Regions from separate parts of the Mus musculus genome. Here region 2 is linked to region 1. A link is a contact called in public Hi-C data. All regions are on one chromosome and are shown on one strand. Each heading gives the region's core, a stretch centred on a gene start, on an enhancer-like site or on the middle of the called end of the contact. The rest is flanking DNA. Distances are from core to core; before and after follow the strand shown. Region 1 overlaps Gm31195 (a long non-coding RNA gene). Region 2 has its middle 180 kb from the start of Msc.

Region 1 (5,476 bases), core at 782-3,281:
CTATTATCTGTCTACTTACCTACATAAATTATGGAATGGCTACAAAGGATTAATAGACCACATTAGAATTCAAGAGGTCTTAGAGGTCTGAGAGGCAGGAAACTGACAGAGACTTAAAACGGTGTCTTTGTAGAACATAAGATCATCAACTTCTGGAATGGTGGCTACTGCTGTGGCTGCTGAGTAAGGCCATTGCTGGTCACAGATTTGAGAAGAAAATCTACAGAGTGGAGTCAAGCTGTGGAGGGGAAAGGACAGCGCTGGGTCTAGATGAATCAGTAGACCTCAGGTGCCAGCACACAAACAGGAAGAACAGCAGATGGTAGTGAAACAGACCACAACCACAGCAGGCACAGAGCTGACCTGATGCCCCTAAAGGACTGTGCACTTCTTTACAGAATCCCGGTGAGAGTTCACTCGGTCCTTGGTCTATTGTGTCCAATAAGTCCTATGTCTTGTTTACATGATATGATTTTGATATGTCCATGAATCCCTATGGTCCCAACTTACCCAAATAAATTTATTTATTTCTACACCCAAGAGTAAGCCATTTCTCAGTGAGTGCTGTGTGGGTGGAGCTGGAGAGATGACATCATCCACACCTTCACCCAGGTTCAGTGTATCCTCCATCTTCAACAATGAGCCAACTCTTTAAGCAATATGGAGTAACTTAGGACAGGGCACAGCCTTACCTCAGCACAGGACTGCCAGCCAGAGAGAGCAATCCTTCTTGAGACTCATTGGTATCAGATATCTAAGATTAAGACCCTTTAACATAATCAAAATAAAAGTTTTACTACAAATACTACACAGGAGGACAGTGAGTTCAGCAGAGAGCCATTTTGAAGCTCTATTTTAGGCTATGATAACAACCCTGATTAAAAACCAGCTTCTCCAGGGAAACAGGGGGCCTCCAGGTGAGGAAGACAGGGCAGGCATTTTTATATCCCACATGCTTACTCTTGGCATTCAGGAGACTTCAGCCAACCTCATAACTCTATTCATGCCCTCCTAGAGACCCAAAGAGAGAAAACTGCCTTTTTCCTTTGTGGAAACACATGGCTGTACTAGCTGGGAATAAGCCACGAAGTCTGCTGCCTTCTCTGCTCTCTCTACGGCCAAGTTTTGCCAATACAAATTGTTAACCTCGCTCTGAAAACATGAAAGGGTCAATGAATTTTCTCCATGATTGTGAAGAGTCAAGGAAGGTGACTGGCTCACTCCAGGTCTTTAAATGTCAGCTCTTTTCCCTCCCTCCTGACCCCCACCTACTCTCCTGGTCTACAGCAGATCTGTACTTACCCGGAAGAGTGACAGCCAGCAGCTTCCTGTTTGGACTCTTTCCTCATACTTTCTCATCTACCTCCACAGGATCTTCCTAGCTCTCTGCAACTAGAAATCAACCAGCCAAGAGAGCAACACACCAGGAATGAAGGACAGTATCCATAGTGATCCAGTGATAGTGATAGTGATAGTGATAGTGATAGTGATAGTGATAGTGATAGTGATAGTGATAGTGATAGTGATTGATAGTGATAGTGATAGTGATAGTGACCCAGTTCCCACAAACCAGAAAAGCTTGAAGTTGAGCCTAGTTCATCCTAGTATCTCATCAGGATGGAGTCAGCCACAGGCACTACTCACCTCTCCTTGCATTAATCACTGTCCTCTTGCTGTGAACAGACACCATGGCCAAGTCAACTTACAAAGAAAGGGGGCATTTAATTAGGAGCTGGCTTTCAGTTCCAGAGGGCTAATCCATGGTAGGTAGACATAGCACTGGAGACATACCTACAAGCTTATATCCTTATCTGTAGGCCAGATGCAGAGACAGAGCAAGACTTGTACTTTTGAAACCTCAAAATCCACACCTAATAGCACACCTCCTCCAAAAAGGCCACACCTCTTAATCCTCTCCAAACAGTTCTACAAACTTTGGACCAAGCACTCAAATATATGAGCCAGTGGGGACCATTCCTATTCAAACCACCACACTCCCATTTCTGAGTTTCCTAATGTGGAAATAATAGTATAACACAGTAGTTCTCAGCCTTTCTGATGTTGTAACTCTTCAAAAACAGTTCCTCATATTGTGGTGACTCCCCAACCATAAAATTATTTTCATTACTACATGCCTGTAATTTTCTACTGTTATGAATCATAATATAGTATCTTTGTTTTCCAATGGGTCTTAGGGCCACCCCTGTGAAAGGGGTTGAGAATTGCTGGTATAACAGGTAGATAGTAGCAGCCTAAGCAACTTTGTCAGATATAATTAAGTATTCAGCACTGAGCCTCACACCTAACAAGTGTTTAGTTAGTGCCTTTGTCCAGTTACTAGTCTATTATCCACTCTTCCTCCTTAAAGTCTAATGTAGGAAAATACTAAGAAGACTTAATTTGCCCAAATGCTTCTCATACTATGACAAAGGACTAACTTTATTTCAATTTCCTACCTGCCCAAGTTCTGTGTTAAATTCATTTCTTGCTATGTACAATTGTGTCTTGATGAACAATCAGAGTCTACACATTTAAATGTCACAACAGTAGCATGTTGCTTAAGTATCTTTGCTGGGATAGTAGCCATAAAATTCTCAGGCCACATGAAGTAGCAAGCAAAAGCTGTCCAGCAGAGTCCACTACATTAGATTCTTTCTTGTTTCAGCTCTCCTGGAAAATGTGTCTATCTTGAGAGACAATGAACTCATCCCAATAAACATTCAACAAAGAAAGGGAACTGCAGACCAATTTCCTTATGAAAATAGATGCGAAAGCTCTGAATAAAACAGTCACAAACCGAATCCAAGAATAGATCTAAAAAGTCATCCACTATGACTAAGTAAGCTTCATCAAAAAGATGCAGGGATGGTTCAACATATATAGATTGATAAATTTAGTCTTGTGCAAAAGGTATACCCAATAATAGAATAATCTCTGCTGTAATGTGAAGTGTAGGCTTTGCTTTATGGAATGTATTTTTTCTCATGACTGCCTGGCTTTATTCATGTTTTGCCTTTTCATTCTATAATGAAGCATGATTCTTAAAACCTGGGCAAGTCTTTTCCGCACATGTGTGGGCCTCTGTTGGTAAGAAATTAAGCAACTGAACATGTTTGAGATGCATAGTTTACTTTCTAAAGTACCTAATGAATTAAAAAACCTCATAAGCTGAGACCTGGGGGCACCGTAATAGGAACCCCGGGTGCTGTACGGACCCCTGCCTGAAGCCAGGGCCTGGCTGCATGCACTGCTCTTGGAGACAGCCTGTTCTGGAAGATGGCATTTATAGCTTGGGATCCATGTAACTTTCCAGCAAAGAGGCATGGAGGGAACTCTCATTTGGGACTCATTTTGGAGTAGTCTTTTAAGTATCTGCCCTGCCAAAGAGAGGTCTGCCTGTGTTGGCTGGCTTTTTAATGGTCCTCTCTTCTCTTCCAAATCTTGCCTTTCTCATCCTCCATGAATATAGTGTCCTCAAACAAATGACAAACTTCAGGTACACAGAACCACTCTACGGGTTCCAGTGCACTTGCAGTGTAAATAGGAAAAGCTGGGAGACTCTTGTGTAAAGTGCTAACAAGGATTTGTTCTGCTGAGCAGAGAGCTGACTTTTCCAGCCAAGAACAGCCCAGGGAAACCTTTTGTCCCCTCACTCTTTGGCAGAAAACACCATTAATCGCCCACCTCATGGAAGCACTTATCACATAAACAGGCCCACCTCTCTCACTTATTTCAGATATTCCAGGTCAGAAGGAGACTTTGTTTTAAAGCGGTGCTTTCCTTCATGCTCTCATGAGGTCAGAAGAACTGTATTTTGATGAGCAGGATCTGTCCAACCTCCAGGACAGCTCCCCAGAGCCCAGGGTGTGTGTGTGGGGGGGGGGGGGGTAGGAGTCAGCAGAGGAGATGCTAATAATGACCTCAGTTTGGCTAGAGTCTGGGGTGTGCAAAGAAAGAGGAAATTGGAAAGGAAGAACACTGGGAAATATTATCTCCAATGACAGCAGCCTTTGACACCCTTGAGTGCTCCCTAGCCTGGATAGCATCTTTTCTATGCACTTCCCTGCCTGTCTGCTCACCTCGACTAGCTGGCCACAGTGCAGCCATGCATACATTCCTACAGAACTCAGACTTTGTTGCTACTCCTACCTTGACCTGTTTTCCCTTGCTTCTTTATCTAGGAAATGGCTTGTCACTTTCTAAGCTAAGCTAAAGAGGTTCTTCTTTTGTTGAAAATGCTTCCCCCCACCCCCCCCACCCCCCACACACACACACTGGATGGTTTTAGCTCCTTTGTCAAAGATCAAGTGACCACAGGTGTGTGGGTTCATTTCTGGATCTTCAAGTCTATTCCATTGATCTACCTGCCTGTCACTGTACCAATACCATGAAGGTTTTGTTTTGTTTTGTTTTGTTTTGTTTTGTTTTGTTTAAATCACAATTGCCCTGTAGTACAGGCTCTGCCAGTGCCTGACAAATACAGAAGTGGATGCTCACAGCCATTGGACTGAGCCCAGGGTCCCCAATGAAGGAGTTAGAGAAAGGACCCAAGGAGCTGAAGGGGTTTACAGCTCCATAGAGGAACAACAATATGAACTAACCAGTACCCCCAGGGCTTCCAGGGACTAAACCACCAACCAAAGAAAACACATGGTGGGACTCATGGCTCCAGCTAGATATGCAGCAGAGGATGGCCTAGTCAGTCATCAATGGGAGGAGAGGCCCTTTGTCCTATAAAGGCTCTAAGCCCCAGTGTAGGGGAATGCCAGGGCCAGGAAGCAGGAGTGGGTGGGTTGGTGAGCAAGGGGATGGGGGAGGATACTGGGAGAGGGATTTTGGAGGGAGACCAGGAAGGTGGATAACATTTGAAATGTAAATAAAGAAGATAATAAAATTTTAAAAACCGGAGGCTCTTCTTTGGAAAGCTGTTCCCAAATACCCCTGCCTAGTTTCCAATCCCCCAGGAGGCGCTCAGAAGCCCGCGAAGCCCTCCTGTCTGTTTTCCAATTCTTAACAATTTTAGAGCTGATCGTCTCTCTTTCCTACTACATTTGTAAGATGTAAAGAGCAAGAGCTGGAGATCAGCTCACTTACTGTTATATCTTAAACATTAGCCAGTGTATTACAGGTGGTTTATAAGTAGGTAACAGAAGGAACAAATGAACAGAAGAATGCAGGAAGTCAGGACTCGACCCACCTGCCTGTGCCCATCTCAAAGCATGTTTACTCGGCCATTCTGCTGAAATAAAAAGGACCAGGATAGAAGCAGCAAGCCAGAGCGCCGTGAGATCGCAGGACCTTGCTCACATCATATAAGCATCATCTGAAAATGAGGATGATTTATACCCCTGTCAGAATTTGATATGCTGATCCAGAGAAATACCTAGCCTGGCCTTTAGGAAGCACTCGAATAACAGTAAGCAAAATTTACATCTTGATCTGATATATCCAAAACAGGTGGTAGAACCCGAGTTGA
Region 2 (6,338 bases), core at 578-3,077, 710 kb before region 1:
TCTTTAGATTGGTTTAAGGCTTGCGATGCTATTAAAATTCATGTCATAGCCTCAAAAAATTTGTTATTACTGTTTATTTGTTTGTTTGGTTTTAAATATGGTATTTTCTTTGTTTTCTTATTTCTTCTTATTTTTAAAATTAATTTATTTCACCCATCCAGGTCTGGTCTCCACCTCTCACAACCCCTCCCCCTCGCCCCCTCCCCTTTTCCTCTGAGAGATCCTCCCTCCCAGGTATCTCCCCACCCTGGCACATCAAGTCTCTACAGGGCTAAGTGTTTCTTCTCCCACTGAAGCCAGACAAGGCACCTGAGTTAAAGGAATGGATTCCACAGACAGGCAACAGCATTAGGGATAGCCCTCCCTCTCCAGATGTTTGGGACCCAAATGTACACCAAGCTGCATATATGCTACATATGTGCAAGGTGGAGGCAACCAAGGTCCAGCCTATGTATGTTCTTTGGTTGGTGGTTCAGTTTCTGAGAGCTCCCAAGGGTCCAGGTTAGTTGATTCTGTTGGTCTTCCCATGGAATTCTTATCCCTTTCGGGGTCCTCAGCTCTTCCATAAGAGTCCCTAATCTCCATCCAATGTTTGCGTATGGGTCTCTGCATCCTTCTGAGTCTGCTGGGTGGAGCCTCTCAGGGAACAGCTTTGATAGGTTCCTATCTGCAGGCATGATAGAGTATCATTAATAGTGTCAGGGATTGGTGCTTTCCCCTGGAATAGTATTGTTTTTTTAAAACTATTTAAAAAGTTCTTATTTGCCGAGCAGTGGTAGTGCATGCCTTTAATCCCAGCACTTGGGTGACAGAGGCAGGTGGATTTCTGAGTTTGAGGCCAGCCTGGTCTACGGAGTGAGTTCCAGGACAGCCAGAGCTACACAGAGCAACCCTGTCTTGAAAAAAAAAAAAAGTTCTTGTTTGTCATCAAATTGTGCTATACTGAGTATTTAGTTGGAATCCATAGTGCAGAATACTACTTTCTATTAACTCTTTTAAAGTTTATTGGTGTATATTAATTTTACAAACTAATGAATTTCTTCATTGCACTTTCATATACACATACATATATATGTATATATAAACATGCATGCATGCATGCATGTATGATAATTCGTGTGTGCAGTCAGTATTAACACTCACTTACAAGCAAATGCTTTGAGAGTCAGGAGTCAAAGGCATTAATTGCAGGTTTAGGATACTCAAGGGCATAAACAAATCATCTAAGCTCTCCCATGCTCAATTTTCTCATTTTAAAAAATGAACACACTGCCTTAGGCTCACAGCAAAAATGTGTCATGTTCCAAGCCCAAGAAAATGGCATTTGCCTCTTTGGAATGCACAAGCTAATGAGCGGGATCCCTGGAGCTGGCTGGCCAGCCAGTTAGCCAAATCAGTTAGCTCCAAGTCAATAGGAGAAGCTGTTTCAAAGGCAGGCGGTGGCTGATGTTCCTGAGAGTGGCACTGAGGTTGTCTTCCAGCCTCCCTGAGGCATTTGGACACTTCCACACATGTATGCATACAGAAAGTGAAAAGAAAAAGGACCCTTCTTAGAGCCCTAAAAGAAGACTTCCAATCTCACAGTCTACTCCTCACGTCCTTGTATATATCTTTGCTCATTTTTGCTGGTAGAGGATAATCATCCCATTTGCTTAAAGACAGAAATTCTTTTCACTTTCTGCCCTGGAAAAAGGCCTCTAGATTCTGGGTGCTCAGCAAACATCATTTTTTTCCCAAATAGTTGATAAGTGCTTTCATAGTCAATAAAGTTTTGAAAACAGGAACCTTGGACTTCCCCAGTACCCTGAGTCAATGACAGTGTCAGAAATAGAAATGAAATCGCTGACCCATTGTCCTGTGGTCTGCTAGCTCAAGGGATCTTTCCTTTAATACCTCTGTGTGGGATTACATGTTCAGTTCTTCAATCATGTATTTTTCCCCCTGCTTGTAACTTTTTTGCTGATGGCTAAGGACACTAACTCTTTCCTTTGTTAGGTAGGATAATCATGAGGGAAAAAAACTCAGAGAAACTCTATAACCCTGAGAATAGACAAAGAAAACGTAAGATAGCAGACTTTTATTGGCTAACGATAAGAAAAGCTCCCAAGAGGGTTTGATACTGAGGATGGACCACTTATCTAGTGATACATCAAATACAAAAGTTACTGTTCCAAATTCCTGGATGGATCGTGTTTCCTTTTGATGGCCTATTGTCTTCTCTTCCCTGGAGACTGACTTTTCCTCACCTTCAAAGGCATTCAGTTTCTCCCATGACCTTCATGAAATTATGACATTGTTTCGTGATGGCAGAAAGGCTCTCAAAGCTAAGGGCAGAAGAGCCATCCATCAGAGCCCCACATCAGCCCAATAATCCCCTGTGTTTGGAGACACTCTAAGGGACAGACAAACACAGTGGGTTCAAGTTTTATTGTCATGCTTCCAGAGTAGCATGACTCAGTCTCTGCCATATAGACCTTTCAAAAGTGCACAGTGACCATACTGACTTTTCAGAAAGAGCCTGAATTTCAACCTCAGTGGATCAACCCATTGTTCACAGGTTAACTCATATGGCTGACACACAGGTGAACAGTTTTGAGAAATTAAGGTTTTACTAGCAGGCTTAATGTTGGCAATTTTGTCCAAATTAGAAATAAAATAAAAATTTGCTCAACAAAGATTGCTGCTTTAGGAAAACCTCCCTCATCTTCTGGAGATGTTTCTGACATGCAGAAGGCTGTATGTTAGCTATAGTGTGGCCTTATGGGAAACCAAAACCCCAGTGCAAAGAGAATTGCCATCTCAGTGGCTAAGTCTCTGTCTGACCAGTTGCAAGAGAGCTTCTGCTCTGTGCTGGGTGATCTTGCCTATTCTCTAACACTATTCACTTCTCCACCTAACCCTCCTTGTTACAAGGAGAAGCAGTGATCAAATCCCTTAAATTATTTACTGCAAACCTGGTGCTGGGGGCACATAAACATGACACATTGGAACAGACAATTAAAATGAAGTGTGCTTTTCTTCTGCCCAAAACTTTCCGATAAGCTGTGAATAGAAAACACAGCCATATAGCTGAATATCTTGAAGTGCGAGAGGGGTGTGTGAATTGGCAAGAGGTGGAAGCTATAGACTACGGTTGTTCATCAGAGGTAGGAGCAGCAGTGTGTACTAAACGCAATCCCAAGGACACTCCTCACAGACTCCAATGTCCTATAGCCCTAAGCTTTATGCCATCGGGCTTCTTCCTAGGGATTAGCAGACAGTGGATCAGTCAACTCATGTTCAATATAGAAGTTAACGCATATGCTATAAAAATGTTGATTCACATCATTGCACTTGTCTGTGTTCCATATATCCTTAGTGGATATAGACTTATGTGTACCTCCATGTATTACATGTGCATATTCCTGTGTATATGCAATAATGCACCTGCAGGCACACATCCACATAAATTCACATGTGTGGAGGACAAAGGTCAGTGTCAGATCTCCTCCTCAGTCACTCTCCACATTATTGTTTTTGAGACAGGGACTGTCACTAAGCCTGGAGCTTACTGATTCAGCATGGTGGGCTAATGAGCTCCAGGGATCCTTCGGTTTCTGCCTTCCCAGGCCAAGGATTTCAGGCATGCACAGCTGTACTCAGACTTACATGAATGATGGATAAATCCTGTTAAATAGGTCTTCATGCTTTCAAGCACTCTGCAGACTGAGCTACCTCTTCAGACCCACTTATCACGTTTCCTATACTATATATCCAACTATAATAAAAAGAGGCAACCTTATCATAAGTACTAATATTTAATGCTCTGAGATGTACTCAGATCTTAAAGCATAGAAGAACACAGTCCCTCCATTTGCCTTTTGACAAGCTATTATGTGCCAGCAACCTACTATTTCTGGGTCCACTACTCTACCCAATGAGTTTCTTGGTGGCTGCCTCTGGGTTTTGCAAAAGTAGAACAATCATATGTGAGCTCCTGCAATTCTAGTGGAAGTGGCCTCTGTATTTGCCACATTGGGTAGAAGTGTTAAAGAACAAGGGGGAATTTCCATTCATTGCCCGGGGCCTTACCTAAGGGAGAGCCCATTGGTGAACAATACCTATGTATAGAGAGGCAGGTTATGTGGCAGTGCTGAGTGCAAAAATTCCAGGGTGCTCTGACTCCGGACGTCTGACTATGGGCAGGTTCCACCTCAGTCAGCAGCAGAGACTACAGCAGAGACATCTTAACCCAAAAGGAACCAAGACATTTCTCAGATGTACAGAGAACTTCTCCATTCCTAACGGTCCTCCAAGGCTTCAACTAGTAGAGAGAGCTAATCTCAGTGGAAGTTTCAGTTCTGAGTCTCAGCTCCGAGTTATGTCCACTTCATCGTGCCTGAGTTTCCTGTGCAGGAGAGCTTCAGACATTGTAATGCAGTAGGCATCATGCCCACTGTTGGTACATAGAAAGGAGGCTGGGTGTCTCATAAGCACTTTAGAATGAAGCCAGCTCTACATCACAAAACAGCTCCCAATACCACCGTCTCTTCTGTGCTACTGTGACCTACAGCAGTAGGATATTCTCCTTGGCTAGATGTGGTGAGGCCCTTAACCTTGTTCATCTTTCCTTAGGTTTGACCTTGTACATAGAAATAGACATGTAGGCTAGATAGAGGTTTTCTGAAGTGTGTTATTTTTAAAAAACTAAAGTTACAGTATTATTTTTAATAAGGATAAAATATTACCCACAATGCATCATCTTCAAAGCTAAAGCACTACTATTGATTTTTTTTCTTTCTATCCTGTACTTTCTTGAGGCATAATCTGTAGATATGTAAGCATAACCCCACATGTATAGAAATGGGACAAAATATATCACTGTGGTATCTTCAGGAAACAGTGTGGTGTTGCCAACCACACTACCATCTGGGGTGCAGCTGAGGTGTTACTTATCATTGAGACACCCTGAAGTCCCTGGGTGCCCTGCTATCTTCCTAGAGCTGGGCACACTGGAGAAGCTGCAAGCCTTCAAGCATCCAGACCCCATTCCTCTGCCAGAGTTGTTTTTATCATGCATGGCTACATCACTTTTTTCCCTGACACATTAAAATTACCTGAGAACCCATCATTGCCTAAAGTCGCTGAATTGTTCTTTCCAATAGACATTCTTTCTAACTGAACAGTCCCATTTTTACCTGCCTGGGAATTGCAGTCTGGCAATATAGAGGTGTAAGCCGAGTACAGGGCTAGATGAGTGCACAAGTAACAGAGTAGATTCCTGGCCATGCTTCCTATTCATTCCAAGGACAAGTTGTGGAGTGCCTATTAAGAGGAAAATGTGCCTGCAGAACACATAGAAGGAATTGGATGAAATGATTGCCCCCATGATGATGGTATGAGAGAAGTGAGCATATGGTGCTACTGGCTCTCCTGCAGATACTGTCTCCGTCCTGGGGACTTTGGCCTCACCACTAATTCTGTATGCTGTGTCAGCACCCTCTCTCTGCTCACACTGCTGGCGTGACTGTTCTATTCTTCATTTGTAGCTAAGCCTCATCCTGCTCCAAGCACCTTTTGTCCTTCTGACTCCAGGAGTATACAGCTGCAGAGGTGAGTACCACTCAGCTTCCCTTAGCTCTCCTTCTGGGCCTTAAAGAGTTGTCTGATAATGCGTCCTTTGCTATTTTAGCTTGGTTTTCAGACCTCAGCCAAGACAACAGTACATGATGCCCTTTGTCAAAACAGACTTAATGACATTTCTAGCCATTCAAGGATGGGCATCTGCGTACTTTATCAGAGTCTGAGATTTTCCAAAGCAAATGGAAGACTGGGCTCAACAGTTGTTAACAGATTTCTTCTTCCCTCTGCAAAGCTAAGCTATGAAGTCTTATGACTACTGGAAAAATATTTGAGCTTCTGTAATCCATTCCTTGACCTCTACATAGCATCTTTTCTAGGTTTTAAATAACAACTTGGACTTAACACATACACTAGAGATAACGCTTCAACAGCATATAAAGCCAATTCGGCGAATTTCAGGTCCATTCCACACAACCTTTTGAAACATCTTCCTAGCTCAGATTCTATTACAATAGACAGCTACCATACATAAGAAGGTCACTGGCCCTCTGGCTCACAAACCTGAAGCCCAGGCCAGTTGGGGAATGAAAACTTATTGCTCACAGCCAGAACGATGCAGCTGGTTTGTATCATACCTATAATCTAAATTATTAAAGTCCAAATGTTGAAACCAGCACATGGATTCTATAAAGCCCCTGTGCTAGAGATGAATTCCAAATTGTTTAGCAATACAATCAGAATGGCTTATGTCATTTTCTGAAATTTTTCTTTTGAAA

Evidence for each region. A called contact is a pair of places that touch in the nucleus more often than the background predicts.
Region 2: a contact with region 1 is called in a Hi-C map of bone marrow-derived macrophages, with 11 read pairs. The contact joins two enhancer-like sites. A contact is called at or near these places in 2 of 15 datasets of contacts at CTCF or cohesin (large pre-B cells and pro-B cells) and 4 of 484 Hi-C or Micro-C datasets (the N1E-115 cell line, bone marrow-derived macrophages and uterus).

Annotation. Positions count from the first base shown.
Region 1 is chr1:13,862,471-13,867,946 of GRCm38.p6, reverse strand. All of the region lies in intron 1 of Gm31195 (a long non-coding RNA gene), which reads right to left. Among named protein-coding and RNA genes, the nearest start is that of Gm31195, 19 kb to the right of the region's middle. Within about 2 kb of position 2,031, at least 2 of the 459 cell types and tissues checked have an H3K27ac peak or open chromatin away from gene starts, as enhancers often do. A contact at or near this core is called in bone marrow-derived macrophages, where this site is marked.
Region 2 is chr1:14,575,055-14,581,392 of GRCm38.p6, reverse strand. No RefSeq gene overlaps it. Among named protein-coding and RNA genes, the nearest start is that of Msc, 180 kb to the left of the region's middle. Within about 2 kb of position 1,827, at least 11 of the 459 cell types and tissues checked have an H3K27ac peak or open chromatin away from gene starts, as enhancers often do. A contact at or near this core is called in bone marrow-derived macrophages, where this site is marked.